Regions from separate parts of the Mus musculus genome. Here region 2 is linked to region 1. The links are chromatin contacts, called in public HiChIP or PLAC-seq maps. All regions are on one chromosome and are shown on one strand. The core of a region is the stretch at or near the end of the contact, and the rest is flanking DNA. Distances in the headings are between cores, read along the strand shown. Region 1 has its middle 6.3 kb from the start of Gm46455. Region 2 holds the start of Ipo4 (importin 4).

Region 1 (6,329 bases), core at 2,127-4,626:
CTCAGTGAGAAAAAAAAGAGCATGTAAAGTTGGAAGGAAAAGTGGTAGAGGAGAGGAAATGAGGGTAGATTTGATTAAAACACATTATATGCATTTATGAAATTCTCAGACAATAAAATAAAACTGAAAACAATTGCACAAGAGAAAGTGTGTTTATTTTCCCCTCAGTACTAGGGTTGAACACAGACAGATTCCTGCACACTTAGGCAAGTGCTGAGCTATCCCCACTCTCCTCCTTTAAATTTCACTGGGACACTAAGTCTCTGGTTTTCCCAGGCTGGCCTTGAACTCACCATGTAGACCAGGCAGACATTGAACTTAGAATTACCCTAACTCAGCCTCCCAAGTAGCTAGGATTGCAGGCACATGTTATGCCTGATTTAAAGTGCTAACTTCGCTGAGACCCCAGACCAACCAAGCCCGGTTTTTCTGTAAGCTTGTTTGTCCGTCTTTTCCTTATTCCCTCACTTACTGGTCAGGTCCATGGCCCTAGAGGGGCTATGCGTGGACTTGGCACAGCAACATGCTAGGCATGAAGGCCATGCTCATAATCCAAGCACTCAGGAGGAAGAGACAGGAAGATTGTCAGTTCAAGGCCAGCTTGGGCTACATAGTAAAACCCTGCCTCAAAAGTTCTTTACTCTTTTCTGAACAGAGTACACAGTTTATAAGCTGGACTTTTTTTTTTCTTCAGATCAGTTAATAAGTGTCACCACTGTTTACTAGAAAACTATCATCAGGAGTGTGTGTAAAATATGGCGGTTGCTATATGAGGCTGGCAAGATGGCTTAGTGGAAATCGATATCTACTAAATGATGGAGAGGGAGGATCAGTCTTACTCTGTAGCCTGAGTTTACCTCCAAAGGTGTTTGGGTCTATTTCTGAAATTTTGCTTTTATGACTTCAGTTGTTCACGCATCAATGCAACAATGTTTTAATTATGGCTGCTTTATTCAAAGCCCTTTATATTCTAGGGTTTTTCTGTTATCTCTTGAATGGCTTTATTATTCTCGAGGCTCCTGGTTTAGTTGCCCATTGCTCCACAACAAAAGAGCCTGCAACCCTCAAGCTAGAGAACACATTGGCTCTGACCTGCTGGTTCCAGCTCAGTGCTCTCATGAGGTTGTGGTCAAGCTACCATCTGGGCTGCAGTTGTCTTCACTAGACCAGGGCTCAAAGATTAGCTGCCAAGCTGGCTCACTGAGTAGATGGCTGCAAAACTCAGGTCTTTGCTTCCTGGACCTTGTCATGGGTGACTCTCAATGTGTTAGATAGGACTGAGCCAATACGGAGACAGGAGGGCAGGGAGGGCCCAAGATGGCACTCAGCTTTTTGTCCTAATCACTCAGAGGCAAGACTGGTTTTTTGCCAGTTGGTCTGAAGTCAGTGGAGAACACACAGGGTGAGGATGCTGGGCAGCTGCGGTCATGGGGCCATCTAAGAAGCTGGTGTTCCGGGTCTAGCTTGTTTCCCTTTTCACTTGATTTACAGTCCTGGGGTCTCATATCGTCTTGAAAGCCATCAATGCCCCAATTGCTGTCCTCATCACTGAGTGGTCCTCCTGAGCACACACCTCAAGGCACAGTGCTTTCTCCGTTGACCTCACCATGTGGCTTTTCTCGTTGCTCTCAGACGGACCGGGCCCCACGCTCATACCATTCTGCACGTCATTTATCAGAATCGTCCAATCAATGGCAAACCTAATTGTACTAATTTTGAAACTCAGTGGGGAAATGCTCACCCAGGCTCTGCCTTCCTCATTTTGGTGTTTTCAGTACTCAGCATAGTTCCGGGCTTGACGTATGTTTTCCCTAGGACAGCCTGAGCGATTCATGGGTACCAGGAACTCCAGCTATTGATTTGGTTAGTTCCAGAGGTCTGACCTGGGAAAGAGGAGCCAATTCAGTGGCTTTGCAGCTGCGGCCTGTGGCCTCTTTCTGGTGCTGGCAGAAATGACTCTGCAGCCTTGTGGCCAGCTCTGCCTCTCCAGCCAGCTGAGCCCAGAGCTGTCTTCCCGCCCATCTTGGCTTGCCCTGTTTGGGGCCTGGAGCCTGCCTGAGTTCTGAGTCTGTTTCTGATATGACAGTTTATCAGGGGGGAGAGTCCTTGGGAGGGAGGTGTGGGGGCTCCATCTACTTGTTGACAGGTCTGCCCTTCCCCCAGCTTCTGCCCTCCCCAACTTGGGTGAGGCCCTTCCCCACATTCCTGAATTATGGGACTGTAAATTCCACCCGTATTGGAGTTTATTCAGATAGAATCGGCAGTCCCAGGAAATCAGCTCTGTGACAGCTCGTGAGGTCAACCCAACACATTCACAGCCCAAGGTTGGAATGATGTGGTCTGGGACAAGGCCTCATGGCTATACCAGGGCAAACGACTCTTGGAGCGGAGTCTTCATGCCTTTTCACTTCATGTCCCATCGCTTTCTCTCTGGACTTGTCTGCAGCTGTCTGTTGCTGTTGGTCGGTCACGGAAACCCTCAGGATCACCCAAGTCACCTCGGCTTTTGGAGGAGCAGAGGAGCTGAGAGGGGATGACAGGAGCCCAGCAGCATCCTTAAGCTCTCCGCTGACTGTCAGCATTTTAAGCATTGTGTGCTTCTCATTTTCTCCTTGAGTTTTTTTTTTCTCCCTCCTGCCTGCCTTCCTCATTTCCGCCCCACTTTTCTCTCTTTACTTCCTTGCCTCTTCAGGACTAAACATTGAGCCCAGGACCTCACATATGCTAGGCAAGTGTTCTACTTCTAGTTTATAATCCCAGCCTCTTTTTTAATGTTTATTTTGTGACATTGTCTCCATAAGTTGCTCAGGCTGGCCTTGAGTTCACGATCCTCTCACCTCAGCCTCCTGAGTAGCTAAGGTTACGGGCCTGCACTACGAGGATCGACTTTCTCCCCTAATCTTTCTTTTCTTTTTCTTTGCCCTCTCTTTTTGCTTTGGACCTAGCATTGAAGGTCGTTGGCCTCTGATTTGGGGCTGGTTTGAAAGTATGTCCATTTGGCTTCTGCACTCTCAAATCTATGCATCTGAATTAATCAACTTGGACAGGCTTAGAGACCACTGCAAAGGGGATGGATCTGCTGTCAGCTCGGCTCCTTCAGACTGCCTTGGAATAAAGTGTGACTCTGGGGGCCAGTGAGTGAGGGCTCTCTTGCTCCCTCTCTCTCTGGGTGAAAGGCACACGGCATGTAAGGAGAACCAAGCATAGACAAGGCTCACCTCCTCTCTGCAGTCTGTTTGCTTGCACCAGGCTAGAGCTGTTTTTCTAGTCAGTGGGCTAGCTTCTCTGTAATACCATCAGGCAAGCTCAGACCAGCAGGCCAAAGGAAATTTCCTGAAACAGGGCGGCTTCTCAGACATGTTATAACGCAGGCATTCCAGCAGGGGGTGCTCTAACACACAAAGTGTGAATCCTTTTTCTCTTGGGTCTAGTGGAGGAGCCTTGATTCTCTGTTCACTTACCCTCACTGTGTGGGGTTAATCTGTGTTGTGGCTTGGGGAGAAGAATCCCCCAGAGGGGTATTAGAATATTTAGAGCCCCGTATTTAGAAAAGGTAGATCAACCAACATCTGAAACCCCCTTAGCCCCTGGAAATATAAGACTTTCAATGTATTTCGTAGAGAAGAGGAAGGGACAGTTCAGAGGGGAAAGGAGGAAAACTGAGGGGTGGGAGGAGAACAGGGTAGGTCCAGTTTTGGAAATAAAATATCAAAAGAAGCATAATTTGGAAGCCAAGGCTGAGCCTGCCAACGTGAAGAGTTTGGTTGCCTTCATGAGGACGCTAGCTACAGACCAGAATTTAATATAAAATTTCTCTCCATTGCTGGAGCAGCACCCATCTACTTATAATTTATAGATATCAACTCTGAACTCAAGGGAATTGGGTTATGCAAGGGTTGCTAAGGAACAAGAGCAGACGTAGTAGGTAAGGCAGGGGTTGCTTAGTAACCAGGAGTCCCTGGGTGATGGAGTGGCCAGAGTAGGTTTGGAGCTGACAGGAATCATTCACATTGCGGTCTCCTGCAAGCTCCTTCAGTCTCTCGGCCTGGCATTGCTGGAGTTCACCTCTCTTCTGGTTGCCAGTCCCCAGGGGCCCTGGATTAATCCTGTCCCCTACCACTCTCTCCCTGTCTCAGTGGGAAGCTAGTCCTAGATGGAGTACAAGCACATGGGACCCTCATATTGAGAGACACAGGAGCTGCTGGGCTGATGTGGAGCTGGCACAGTTGGATTTGGGTGAAAGAAGACCTTGTAGACAAGCTGCCCATAGTCTTCCAACTCGTTGTGCCTGAGACTCCAAGGCCAGACCCTCCCCCTGCCTCGGTATCTGCACATATCTGTGGGGGCATATCTCTTCCCTCACGAGAGGCCTCCTGGGGCCCTGGGTCTCTATGTGGAGTTACCTGGCTTGGCTGCACGTGATGGACCTGCTTCAGAGAGCTTCACAGCCTGCTTTTTAAGTCACAGGCCCCGTCTCTGCCCTCCAGACACACAGGTGTTCGCACTGTTCCCGACTCCTCTGGATGCTCACACTACATACTCCTTTTCACCATTTCTCTCTGAAGACGAGGGTGTCTGTCCTGGCTAGGGAAGCCATGTCTTCCGAGGGAAAGCTTGGGTTTCCTAAGTCCTACTTCTCGGCAGCTTCCTATGCCTGAATCATTCACATCCTGCGTGAGCCTCTGGACACCGCGGAAGCCGGCAAGCAGGGAGGAAGCTTCCGATTCAGTCCCAGCTCCGTTTCTTTCTATCTTGCAGCAAAGGTGTGGAAGTGTCTTCAGCAGTAGGGGTGTTTTAAATTAACGACGGGGTTTTCCTAGGAGGCACGCTTAGACCAGCTGGCATGGAACTTACTCAGTAGACCAGCCCAGCCTCAAACTCACAGAAATCTGCCCACTTCTGCCTCTCAAGCACTGGGTTTAAAGGCCTGTGTCACCACGCTCAGGCAACAATAAGGTCCTACCATCTAGTTCCTAATGACAACCGAGAGTATTGGCAATAGTCTATAGTGTTTTCGGGGCCTCTGGGGCCTCTCTGACTAACAACTCATAAGGAGATATCCCTGGCACTGAGACATAATCCTAATTAAAAAAAAAAAAAAAAGAAAAAAGAAAAAACTAAAAAAGCCTAAACAAAACGAGGCTATAGACCTCTGGGGATTGTCTGAGTTAGGGTTTTATTGCTCTGAAGAGACACCATGACCAAGGCAAGGTTTATAAAGGACAACATTTAATTGGGGCTGGCTTACAATTTCAGAGGTACAGTCCACTATCATCATGGCAGGAAGCATGGCAGCCTGCAGGCAGACATGGTTCAGGAGAAGGAGATAAAAGTTCTATATTTTGATCTGAAGGCAGCCAGAAGGATACTCTTTTCCATACTGGGCAGATCTTGAGCATAGGACCTCAAAGCCCACCCCTACAGCCATGAACTTCCTCCTCTAAGGCCACACCCACTCCAACAAGGCCATGCCTCCCAATAGTGCCACTTTTTATGAGCCAAGTATATTCAAACTGCCTCTGGGTCCTCATGAGTACTTTTATTTAAACTGACACACAACACCAAACTGCAGTCTAAAGATTCATGTTTATACATACAGACAGTGCCAGTTTCATTCGAGAGAGACTTTTTTCTTTCTTTCTTTTTTCTGTGGAGGGTAGTGAATGCAGAGATCCATTGCAGTTCCACGATGACTGAGTGCTTCCCCCCAAGTGGGTACCGCCCTGTCTAAGGCTCAGGGAATATTGTGGAAGAGAGAATATAAGGAATTTAAGAGCCAGGGAGATAAGTAGGAGAGATATAAAATGGTATCTTTAGAACATGACACAGCCATTGTAAACAGGATCTCACAGCAGCTGTGGTGGCCTGCCCGGTGTCTGCATAGGCTGAGGCTTGTTGACAGCCAGTCATGGGTCACCTGGGGGCTGCTAGGACACCATCCCTGATGATTCTAGCAGAGGGAAAGTCATTGCCCTCAGAGAACCAAACCGTAGACCCAGCAGGCCACAGTGGACAATTCCAAGCCTGTGGACACACAGAGGGTCCTGGTTAAAACCAGCGGGTGACAAAGCAAACAAGGAGTCATGAATGTGGGACAGGGGAGTGTGGTGGGAAGGAGAAAGTGGGAAAAATATAAGGTGGGTGAGAGTAAGGAGAATGCACTGCACACCGGTAAGAAAATGTCAAAGGACAAATTCAGTTCATCAATAAACATGAAAACGATTGCAAACTATCGAAGCGAATTATATATAAAAAGAAGTCCTTCTGGGTGTGGCTGGACATGACTTTAATTCAAGTCAGGTAGATTTCTGTGAGCTCTACATCATGAG
Region 2 (6,589 bases), core at 1,890-4,389, 490 kb after region 1:
AGCTGGGTGCGATGGCTGATTTTAATAATCCACTTGACTGAACTGGGAAGTGCTTAGGAGACAAACTGTGATGATATTTTCAGAGCCAATTAGATCAGGAGAGCTCTGACCTCAAGATGAGTTAATCTCTTAATCTAATGCCAGTCACTAGGAGGAGCCAAAGGCAGAAGGCAGAGCTTAGTTGGGGCCACATCCTATGGGAGCTATCTTGCCCTGTCTCCTCCTTGTATACCCCTTCTCTGCCTTCTATCCATAACGTGAATGGTTCTGGTTTGCCGAGGCCTGAACCACTGTTTGGCTATTCCTTTCCCACCACAGTAAATGGAAATCTCCGAAGCCATGAAAATACTTCCTCCCCTTAAGGTGTCTGTTTCTCTGAGTATTGGGTGACAGTGACGAGAAGGCCAATACATCACCTGTACAGCAAAGTGCTTGGGAGTCTCCCCCATCAGCCCGATCTCCAAGTCATCGTCATCCGAATCTTGATCTTCAGGATCCAGTTGGCCCATGGGTGGCTCAGCAGCCATGAGGGGGAAAAGGGCGTGCAGCAAGGGAGGCACGAGGCGGTTCTTTAGTAAGGCCTAAGAGGGGAGGGCTAGCCTTGAGCATCTTCCCAGAACAGGCTCATGGGAAAATCCCAGCCTCCCAACCACAAGGACCCCAGCCAGAGACTCCCCGTCTCCTAGGCAGGGAGAGAAGGCTGGGCCAGGGCTCGAGCAGGACTAAGCCTACAAACACAACTAATGGCGGAGACAGCAGGATGGGGTAACTTCCCCAGAGGGAACGTACCTTACTTTTGACTTTGACCAAGAAAGTGAGGCAGCAGAGAACACGTACGCGGAGTGGTTCGCCAAGGGCCACATTCTTAGCCACCTATACAGACACCGACAAGAATCAGAAACAAGCAAGAAAACTTAACGGCAAACCAGCGAGCAGGAGCAGCACCCACCCCGGGCTCACCTCCAGGCAAAACGTGAGGACCTCAGAGAGGTGGGGGTTGATGATGGGCAACTCTGTCTCCAGCATTTCATCCAGGGCCTCCAGGGCCTCACAGGCCTTTACCTGCAGACAGACAAGTAAGTCACAGGGTACTCGCTCCTCTAGGGGACCATGGTGCTTGTGCCTCCATTTTCCTTCCAAAAGGAGACCCCTCCCGTCTGTCCTTACCTCATCTAAGGGGATCAGAGTCCTCAGTGCCGTAACGACTTTGGGCACCAACATCCGTGCAAGAGACTGGAAGACACAGGAATGAGCGTAATCACATAAAGCGCAGGTGGTCTCATCCCAGAAGCCAGGAGCTGGAGGCTTCCTCAAAGCCTCCATCTAAGGAGCCAGCCAGGCCCAGCTAACACGCTATGCCCTCAACCCTTAGGAAGAACGGGAGGCGGAATAAAACTCGAAAGCAGCTTGGGCCAAGACTTCTGAAAGCGAGGGCACGAAACCGAGAGATACAGGCAGCGTCTTACTTACCACATCATCCGGCCTGACATAGCGGGCGATGGCAGTCAGAGTGCGCAGGGAGTAGAAGAGCACTCCGGGAAAGCTGACGTCACTGAGCGTCTCATTCAGAAGCTGAAGCAGCTCGTGCTGGTGGGCATGGAATGCCTCGGGCTGGGAAGACACCACCACACTCAGCAGCAGAAGTCCCACCTGTACAGGAGCAGGGGAGAAGAGACGGTCTCGTGGTCTATCCAGCCTCTGTCCCTCCTTCCTGCCAACAGGGCAGTGCCAGTACCTCTTTCTCGGGGCTATGGGAACTATGAGTGCTGTGCTGAAGAAGGTTCATGAACTGAGGCCATCCTTGTAGGCCTTCCTTTCGAAAAATGGTGGCTGAGAGCTGGGCCAAGCTGACACTCACAGAATGCCTACAAAGAGGAGGTCCATTCATATAGAAACACCTTTTACCACCCTTCCCTTGCAAACAATGCCCCAGGCCCAAGGAGTGGCCAGAAAGAGAATGCAGGTATGTGCACGGTCTTTCCTAAGGCAGACCCCATAAGACCACCGACAGCTGGGGGTGAGGAAAGGAGGGGGGCATTGTGATCTGGCTCGGTCAGCACCACTGGACAGGCTGAATTCAATTCAGTCTTGTTTTCCCTATCTGGGTTTAGCTGATCATTTTCAGCCATTCTCAAAAACTTTAGGGTTTTAGTTGGGCAGTGGTGGCACACACCTTTAATCCCAGCACTTGGGAGGCAGAGGCAGGCGGATTTCTGAGTTCAAGGCCAGCCTGGTCTACAGAGTAAGCTCCAGGACTGCCAGGGCCACACAGAGAAACCCTGTCTCAGAAAAACCAAAAAATTAAAAAATGAAAAATAAATCACAAAAAACTTTAGTTTTCACATGTTCCACCTTCTAGGCCTGAATTAAGTCCTAGTCTGGGGCTGAAAAAGAAGGTAGAAGTCCAGTATCTCAGCCCCAATCAGTTAGGACCCCCGAGAGTGGGTGCTCCACACTTACACTGTCTCTTTCTGCAGTGCTGTCAGGACCAGGGACTTGAGGCTGGAAGACAGGTGGCAAAGGCTTAGTACTCGGCCTGTCAAAAAGTAGACTAGGCCCGGCCCCTCCCATCCTAAATCTAGCCCACCTCTCCCTCTGCTCAGGTGCCAGGCGTCGCCAGCGATTGTTCAGCCTTCTGCGGGTCAGGACCGCTGCAAACTGGCGGATCTGGGGTGAGAAGAGGTTGCCAGCCAAATGAGAATCACAGGCACCAAGAAGATGATGAACAGATTAGGACCGCAGGGGGCGGAGGCTGGAGCGGGACCAGGGACACATTGAGGAATTTCAGAATTTCGGCAAGGAGGGGCAGGTGACTCGCCTGAGAGTCGGTCGCTGTTGCCAGCAGATCGAAGAGTGCGGGCAAGGCAGCAGGGTCCCGAAGGATGGTCTGGAGCTGCTCCGTAGCCTGATGGAAGGCTGGGAGGTCAAGACCGGGCCTTTCCCACAGCCTCCCCATCCCCGTAGCCCGGTCAGGCCTGCCCATACCCGGCGGATGCGCTCCGTGTCGGGCAGCAGCAGCTCCTTCAGGATCTGTTCCAAACCCGCAGGCTCCATGGCAGCTGCCGAGCCGCCGCCGACGCCGCCGCTGCTACAGGGCCGGGTGGGGAGGGGGAGGATCGGCACGTGGAGACTCCGACAGCAACTTCCGGCGGAAAGGGCGTTACTCTGCGTCTCTCCTGTCGCCTGGGTGATTCAGCTTGCTTCCCTTCAAAAACTGCGGAAAGCTGGTGGCTGGCGTCAGTCTGGGCTTCCGTCTGCCTGAGCACCCGCTGACAGAGCCTCGGCACCGTGGGTTCCCTGTGCCGACAGTTCCCAGAGTCCAGAGTTTGTGTGGCAATAGCGAACTCGGGTTTTCAAAACAACTGCATTGACAACAGGCCTCGGGTTTCTATAACTAGACCAAAACTTCCAACGACAGGATCCTTTTTCTTAATAAATTTTATTTTAATAATTGTAAAAAGAAAAAAAAAATCAGGACCAAAACGTAAGGCAACTTAAAAAGTTCAAATATATATATTCCTTATATAATAGAGATTTTTAATTTCCAGGTCCTCTCTAAAGAGGGAAGGAAGGCGACAATGCCATCACACAATTCGGTCAGAAGAGAAGCTATCAAGTGAAATCAATGGGGCATGATGAAAGCAGGAAAGAGCCAGAGTTCTGTGGCTTAGAACTCAGTCCATCTTGAGGTTAACATAGATATAACGGATGAACTTTAAAGAGGAAAAAAAGGAGATGGTACCCAGCATGAGGAAGAAGACATAGCCAGTCAGTAAAGAGTAGCCAAAGAACTCTACTGTCTGTACTGCCCCTGACATGTTAGAGCGCCGGGCATAGTAGAAAACTGAGTAGAGGAAGATGAAGAGGCCGGTGGAGCCGACGCTCAGCACGGATCGCCACCACCAGCGGTAGTCTTCCCCAGACAGCTGGAAGTAGGTGAGCGCAATGGAGATGCAGGCCCCCACACTCAGCAGGATGGCGAAGACAAAGAAGAGGATGCCGTACAGAGTGTACTGCTCTCGACCCCAGACTGTGGCAAAGATGTAGTACAGCTCCACGGAGATGGCGCTGTGAAGAGAAAAAGACAATGCACATCATTAAAGCTCTGTTCATAGCCACAGCACGCGGAGCCAAACTCAGCCACATCTTCCGGTAGCGCTGTGGCGATCAAGAGAGCTCCAGGAGGCTTCTGCCTATTAGCTTAGTTTATTAGTTGCTCTCGGTTCATGAACATCTTCCCTGACAGGCTGAAAGCAACCATCTTAACTAGAGTAGGCATACATCTATAATACTACTATTTGGGAGGCTGAGGCAGGAGGATTGCCAAATTCAAAGTCAATCTAGGTTAAAAAGCAAGTTCAAGGCCAGCCTGGAAAACTTAAGACAGTCTTAAAATGAAAGGTAAAAAAGGGCTGGGATGTGGCTCAGAGAACAGTGCTTGCCAAAGGATGCACGAGGCCCTAAGCACACTCCACTACTACAAAATGGGAGCAAGAAAGAAGTGGAGGGGGCAGATACTGTGTTGTTTACTTCCTTCTGTATTGTTTAAAAGGTACTTAACAAACTGAATGAGAAAACACATAGGTCTTAAGCTCTCTGTGCCTGTGAACACTAAACAGAAATCAGGTTCTGTAAGCTCCAATACAAGGCTTAAAGCCCACTTGATTACTTTCAGTTTGCTGAGTGAGAGCTTGACAGTGAAACGCTCATGTGAGCGAGCTGAAGCTCACTCCTGGTCTGTGCTTGGGCTGAGCTGAGGATTATTACTGGGTTATGGTATTTAGAGAGCGGAGAAAGGCAAAGGTGAATCAAAACCCTGCTGAATGCAAGGTGTGGTGGCCCTCATCCAAGGCGGGACAACTTAAGGTTTTTGTTTTGTTTTGTTTTTTAAGACAGGATTTCTCTGTAGCCGTGGCTGTCCTGAAACTCTGTAGACCATGCTGACCTCAAATTTATAGGAGCTGGAGAGATGGCTCAGCAGCTAAGAGCATTGAATGCTCTTCCAATAGGTCTTGAGTTCAAATCCCAGCAACCACATGGTGGCTCACAACCATCTGTAAAGAGATCTGACGCCCTCTTCTGGAATGTATGAAGACAACTACAGTGTACTTACATATAATAAATAAATCTAGAAAAAAAAAAAAATAGAGATCCACCTGCCTCTACCTCCGAGTGCCCATGAGCCTTATGAGTGCCTCAAAAAAAGAAAACAAAGTAAACAGAAAACAAAATAAACAAAAAACTCTCTAGTGTCCAAAACCAAACCAAACCAAAACCACCAAAAATGGATGGCCATGGTACAAAGTGAGGATACCTGAAAGGCAGGAAGCCACCAACAGTCATGTGGATGACAGTAGACTTGTACCAGGGCTGGGGTGGGATCTCCCGGGCGATATTCTTTGTGCGACAAGGTGCATCAAAGGGACTAGCGTTGTTCTTCCCAAAGATGCCGCCAATGACAGTGAGAGGAAAGCCTACCAGCAGCCAGACTGTCAGCAGCAGCAGGATGGTTGTGGCCGGCAGCGCCTGTGTTGAACCGTTGGCCCAATGCACTGAGTTCACCACACTCCAAGTCAGGAAGAAAGGCACTGCAGGAAGGAGGGTCAGCAGTAGGAGCAACATCCCCGTGACACCCCACTCTGACTGGACCTAAAGGGAAAGGGATGAAGTAGCCTGCCACTTACAGGGCCCACCTATGCTTCCAGATGGCCAGAGCTGATTGAATCCACTTTGACCCTTTTATAGCTCATTGTCCTTTTATGTGTTTATTCTTTATTCTTTATTTTTCAAACACCATTCCCCAACCCAATGTCATCAAGAATTAAGACAGCTGGCCAGCCAGTGGTGGCGCACATCTTTAATCCCAGCACTCGGGAGGCAGAGGCAGGTGGATCTCTGAGTTCGAGGCCAGCCTGGTCTACAGAGTGAGTTCCAGGACAGCCAGGGTTACACTGAGAAACTCTGTCTCGAAAAAACAAACAAAAAAAAAGAATTAAGACAGTTGCATCATTGTGGTCCAAGAGTGATACAAATCTACCTACCTACAGAAACCTGTCTTGCCATGGCACTGATAATTCCAAGCATAAAACAGTCATTTGGGTTAAGGGCCTGTTATCAGAAAGCCATGCTTCAAATATATAAATGGGATGGGACAGAAGTCAAATACATCAGATTGGAAATCACAAGGTTCAGAATATAGACTACTACTGTTTTTGAAAAGGCAAACTGGCTTGAAATCCAGAATGAACCTACCTCCAAAATAAAAATAGTATCAAAAAATAAACTCAAGAATGCTACTTAGGAGGGTTGAGGGAATGGTTCAGTCAGCAAAGCCCCCCCCACCATGAAAGCCTGAGCACCTGAGTTGGGTCCCCAACATTCTCATTAAAGACAACAAAAATAAGCCACATCGGTGGCCAGAGCTCACAATCACAGTAGACGGAGGGCAAGAGACAGGAGGATCCTTACGGCTCACTGGTCATCAGGTCTAGCTAATGCAGTGAGCTCTAACTTCAGTGAGACACCCTGCCTTGAAGGGTAAGGGAAGCTATTGAGGAGGACCCGCTCCTGACCTCTGCCTTCCAAATGC

What was found. HiChIP or PLAC-seq counts read pairs in DNA pulled down with a chosen protein or histone mark.
Region 2: an H3K4me3 HiChIP or PLAC-seq map of forebrain shows a contact between it and region 1, with 4 times the contacts expected there. The contact joins the promoter of Ipo4 here to the enhancer-like site in region 1. A contact is called at or near these places in 4 of 39 promoter capture datasets (3T3-L1-derived adipocytes, embryonic stem cells, hippocampal neurons and 1 more) and 2 of 115 datasets of contacts at active chromatin or transcription factors (embryonic forebrain and forebrain).

Annotation. Positions count from the first base shown.
Region 1 is chr14:55,145,310-55,151,638 of GRCm38.p6, forward strand. No RefSeq gene overlaps it. Among named protein-coding and RNA genes, the nearest start is that of Gm46455, 6.3 kb to the right of the region's middle. Within about 2 kb of position 3,377, at least 80 of the 459 cell types and tissues checked have an H3K27ac peak or open chromatin away from gene starts, as enhancers often do. A contact at or near this core is called in forebrain and hippocampal neurons, where this site is marked.
Region 2 is chr14:55,632,545-55,639,133 of GRCm38.p6, forward strand. It overlaps Ipo4 (importin 4), which reads right to left and starts at 3,140. Exons shown (of 30, transcript NM_024267.7): 1 at 2,986-3,140; 2 at 2,819-2,905; 3 at 2,588-2,667; 4 at 2,461-2,502; 5 at 1,736-1,865; 6 at 1,471-1,650; 7 at 1,168-1,233; 8 at 961-1,062; 9 at 790-873; 10 at 417-581. The coding sequence starts at 3,054. It overlaps Tm9sf1 (transmembrane 9 superfamily member 1), which reads right to left. Exons shown (of 5, transcript NM_001360063.1): 4 at 5,315-5,588; 5 at 3,421-4,068. The coding sequence ends at 3,675.